Linked DNA regions of Gadus morhua: region 2 is linked to region 1. The links are chromatin contacts, called in public Hi-C maps. All regions are on one chromosome and are shown on one strand. The core of a region is the stretch at or near the end of the contact, and the rest is flanking DNA. Distances in the headings are between cores, read along the strand shown. Region 1 holds the start of ccnb3 (cyclin B3). Region 2 holds the start of LOC115529216 (wiskott-Aldrich syndrome protein family member 3).

Region 1 (2,514 bases), core at 8-2,507:
CTCTCTCTCTCTCTCTATATATATATATCTCTATATATATATATCTCTATATATCTCTCTATATATCTCTCTCTCTCTCTATATATCTCTCTCTCTCTCTCTCTATATATATATATATATATATATATATATATATATATATATATATATATATATATATATATATATATATATATATATATATATATATATATATGTATAAACTGGTGAGCTTCCAACACTGTGAGCATATTTCTCTCCATCATGAAACAAATTTGTCCTTGGATGAGAATGGTAGAAACAGAAAACAGAAGACCAAATAAAACATGCAAGGTTATACAATATGCAGATAGTCTATAATAATAATAATAATAATAATACATTTAATTTAGAGGCGCCTTTCAAGAGACCCAAGGTCACCTTACAGAGCACATGTTCATCATAAATCGTTTAAAAAACAAGACATTGTAAAAAAAAAAAAAAAAGTACACATAATAAGTACACATTGTATTACTGGCGACGGCCCGTGATATCGGTAAGTTTATCAACTGACAATTTATCAAAATAAAGCATATTTTTGATCCAAATGTGGTTCTATCTTGGATCCAATATTTTGGAATATTTGCCTACTTTTGAAGTAAGTATGATAATTTGTTTGTATTCATTAACAATAATGAATCATCTTTTTTGATTTCACAGTATTTTGATCAAGATAGTTCTAATTAGAGATGTACTTTATTATTTGAACATTAAGCAACATACATGAGTTTCATCCTTTCTAAGTTTTCAATATTCATGGTAAAACCGACATGCGTTTATTATCTTGAAACATCTAGCACTCAAAACTAGAAAATCTAGCGCTCAAAACCGACAAATTATGAGATATGTTCTTGTGAAGCTAACATGCTCAGTCTAGACGAAAAACGTCAACAAAGTACCAAATACTGAACTCTTATTGGTTGCTAAGAAGTTTGAAAATACCAGTGCCCCGCCTACTTTATAAAGAGGATTTCTTGTTGAGCAGTCGGTTAAGCCGGGCGGTGATCTGCAATATACATGGTCCATGACCCATGATAATCCTAAAATAGAATATAATGTAAAAAAAATCTATGTTTGACCTTACTTTTACATATTAAATGTTTTTGAAGCGCTAATATACCATGGTATATGTTTTTAGACCGCCTGACGGTTGACTCTACCAATAAAACAAGCACCCCCTAACAACGGCATTCCACGCAGCTTTCTGATTGGTTGGCGGCAGTGGAATTCCAGCCAATGGGTATGCAGGGCACAACATTTGGAATCCCAGCAATCCCACTTTGAGTTTTGGACCTTTGAAACAAACAACTGTTCAACGCAGTGAAGCTTGCCTGAGATCATTGAGTATTACAGCTTACATGAAGTCTGTTTTCACCGAGAATTATCCTCACGGTAAGGAAAAGCTTCCAGAGAACTTTTTCTGACTTACTTTCATTGAAATCGGAAGTGATATGGCTACGCCTCATTGCGGACAGACTTGCACATGTAACGGAAGCATGCAGTGTTCAGTGTCTTCTAACGCTGCAAATATACTTTGATAAACTTTGTATTGGTCAGATGGTAATGCTAATTGGTGGCAACTTCAAAGTGGGATATCGATACATTGCATTTTTTTTCAACTGACCCGCCAATTTTATGCTTCTTTCTTCTAGTGACCCCTGTGTTTCATTTTTAAAACGACTGCAAGAAACCGCCAAGGAATATTAAGAAGCAATGCCTTTCACACGGGGAAAGAAACCCACGACTGGCCTCGCCAGCAAAATACCAAGGTTGGGCAACGTTAACCCGGAGAAGAAGGTAAGCGTCTCATTCAACCAACTTTAAACCTAGGAGCCTATAGCCTCGGTAGGAGCCTGCTACATTTAAATAGCCTGGCGGGCCACCGGCCTGCAGAACAATGGTGCTTTGCAGGGCGCCTTGGACCGATTTAAATCTCCCCTCCTAGTGAAAATGCTTCCTAAAATCTAAATTGCTCAGTGTTTTTATATGTATATGTAGTAAATGTTTGAAAACTCTACAGATACAACCACTTACCACCTAACAACTTATTATCATCTTCATTTAATTTTTCACCTGCATTTTTTACATCTGTATATGTAGGTATTATGTTTTGCTTGTCCTGCCAAATTTGAGCTATCATTGCCCTTATTTGTGTCTCTTTTTTTTTAATCATAAGATATCTCCATATTTTTTGCTTGCCGTTGTCACAAGAAAGGTCCCTGTTCAGTATGACCCTATGCTTTGCTGTGCATATTATAACTAAAACACCTTGACTTTCGACTTTGAACTTTGGTGTTAATGCAAACCCTTGTACCTTCCGGTTCAGGAGGATGGCCCTCAGGTGAAGAGGTCATCGTCCCCCCCACACGGGGCCCCCAAGAAAAGGACCGCCTTTGTTGACATCACTAACGTATGTCCACACCGCCGACTTTGATCTATTTATCCACTGCTCTACATGAAACACAAGGACTGAGTTTAAAAGGAGAATATTTTTCT
Region 2 (2,514 bases), core at 7-2,506, 180 kb after region 1:
TAACGGCTGGTCTCTGGTAGGACCCCCAGCGCTGGGAGGAGCTACAGCTTCTCTATGTGTATTCCTTATTACTTTATGCAAGCTTTCTTTTTTGTTAGGATTTTTTTAATTCTCAAGTTTAAATTGTGATTTTTTTTCTGTTGTCTTGGACACTTCTTTTTAAGTTTACACAATGATTACGTCGTCACCCAAACATGTGGGTTCTATTCTTTAATTTTTGTTACATTTTCTGTGTGGTGCTGCTCTTTTTATTTATTAAAATATAATTATACGGTGTGCAAGGTATTTTATTCATTTCGATATTGGTGGCCTATGAGTAATTGTACTAGATAGTGTATTTTGTAAGCACCAAAAATTGTCCCTTCTACACATAATCTCAATTACCTCAGCCTAGGGAAAAGGACAACCTAAAACAATTATTTGATAACGCCCTACATATATTTTAAAGAGAAAGCCACAAAGTCCAGAAAAAATATATATATTTAGTAATATTTGTACTTCAGAAAATATCTTTCGGGCATTAAATAGTCCAACAAAGTTAACAGAACTTGGAATATTTTAGATCTTTGTTGATATTTTCTTACCTTAACTGAACGCCTAGTTAGTTAATCGTATATTCGTATAAATAGTACACATACAGAATGTCTCATGATATTTGAACGATTTTTAGTTGAACAAGGTTTGTTCTATTTCATTAAGATCATCGTATCTTGATTATCACTTGAAACGAAGAAAAGGAAAAATCCATTTGTCGTCGTGTGTAGATTTCAGCACCTCGGAGAGCGACAGAAGAGAAGGAGAACCGACAAGACGTCTGTCGCCCCCCCGGGCCCAAACCATAGCGCAACATCATCTCCTAGTGGCGGAACCCAGGCACTGCGCCATTGGACAGAGCAGCCAGCGCCGGATACCCATCAGGAAAGTGGTAAGCGGCGGGTTTGTTTGCTATGCAGCATCCATCTCGCAGTGCTTACGCAGCGGCCTCACGTTAATTATCAGGTGTCTGAGTAATGTGATTTCCCTTTGCCTACCATTCATATGCATATGTAATCAAAAATGCAGGCCTAGTATAGTAGTATGACGCTGATGTGCCATCATTAATAAATGGATGGAGAACATAATAGTCGTCGAAGTCTTGCACGTGCACGTGCGCACACCCCTCCCTACCCCTAATCCGTGACGTCTGTGGTGGGCGGTGGTCTCGGGTATCATCGGTATCTCTCGGGTGCGCATGCGCCATTCGGTTCTTGCAGCGAGCCCTCTGCATCCCAATGGTTGAGTTTTCGCTGCCTTGGAAACGACGACGTATGAGAGCAGACACCCCAGAGATCTCTCCCCTCCTCCTCCTCCTCCTCCTCTTCACCAGCTCCTCCGTTTCTCCGGTCAAGCCGTGTGTGTGTGTGTGTGTGTGTGTGCGCGTGTGTGTGTGTGTGTGTGTGTGTGTGCCATCTCTCTCTCTCACCGTACATGGAAGGTTTAATATGAATGGCACACCGCGGGTTTGATAACGACGTGATTTTATTTTATTAAAAGGAAGACGACGAGGATCTGAGGTTTTTCCAACGCGAGGGACTTGCAGGTAATTCTTTGCTATTTTTTTATAATCTGCTTCTTCACCGAATGTGTGTGTAAACGCATTCTCCACCGTATGGGCACTGCACGCGAACGTGCGTGCCTATGTATGTGAGTGTTAATGTGTTATTGTTACATTGGTGTCTATGGGGCCTATAGCGATGCGTGTTGTGTTAATACCCCGGTAACGTAGCCTGCACACACCTGGGGCCGTTTATTGTGCGTCTACACGCATACGATCCTTCGCACTAGATCCGATTATCGGCGCTAAGGTAGAGTCCGCTTTGGGTCCGTATCCTTAGAGGTACGGAAGCCGCGGTGTTGGTCCAGGTGCTTGTGGAACGTGACCATGGTGCACCGACCGGCCCCCGGTCGCCATCACATGATGAGCCGTGGTGCGATTCCTCGATGTGTCTTCTTCTACTAGTAGGGTGTAGCAGGGGGGGGATAACGGCACCGGGCAGCCTGACCAAATAGCTCAAAGGATTAGCTGCTGTTCAGATTTACACCAGGGTCACTCACTCCTTTTAGAAGCTGTGTGATTGTCGGGTCTGTCCTAGAGTGTGCCAAGGTGGAGGAGCGTCACCGCGTGAAGCACAGCATGCGTTTGTAAATGTGTTTGGATTCAGTGAGGGGGGAGGTGGTAAGGGGGTGTAGCTGCGGTTTGACGTGGCTCGTGGGGAGACTGCTGTGTTCTGTGGTGAGGTGTGGTGGAGTAAAGTGGGTTCTGTGATGAGGTGTGGCGTTTGTTGGTGAAGTATAGTCTGGTGTTTGGTAGTGAAGTATATTGTGGTGAAGTATAGTCTGTTCTTTGGTGGTGTTTGGTGGGGAAGTACAGTGTGTTCTGTGGTGAAGTATAGTATTTTCTGTGGTGAAGTACAGTGTGTTGTGTGGAGGGGTAAAGTGTGATGCTGTGTTCTGTGACTGTCTCTTTTGCTTGAA

What was found. Hi-C and Micro-C count contacts between places; a contact is called where the count stands out from the background.
Region 2: a Hi-C map of gonad shows a contact between it and region 1, with 8 times the contacts expected there. The contact joins the promoter of LOC115529216 here to the promoter of ccnb3 in region 1. A contact is called at or near these places in 2 of 6 Hi-C or Micro-C datasets (gill and gonad).

What each region holds. Positions count from the first base shown.
Region 1 is chr17:12,360,807-12,363,320 of gadMor3.0, forward strand. ccnb3 (cyclin B3) reads left to right here and starts at 1,258. Exons shown (of 13, transcript XM_030338650.1): 1 at 1,258-1,410; 2 at 1,671-1,815; 3 at 2,345-2,428. The coding sequence starts at 1,732.
Region 2 is chr17:12,541,801-12,544,314 of gadMor3.0, forward strand. LOC115529216 (wiskott-Aldrich syndrome protein family member 3) reads left to right here and starts at 1,257. Exons shown (of 12, transcript XM_075074166.1): 1 at 1,257-1,579. It overlaps htr2cl1 (5-hydroxytryptamine (serotonin) receptor 2C, G protein-coupled-like 1), which reads left to right. Exons shown (of 6, transcript XM_030337767.1): 6 at 1-276.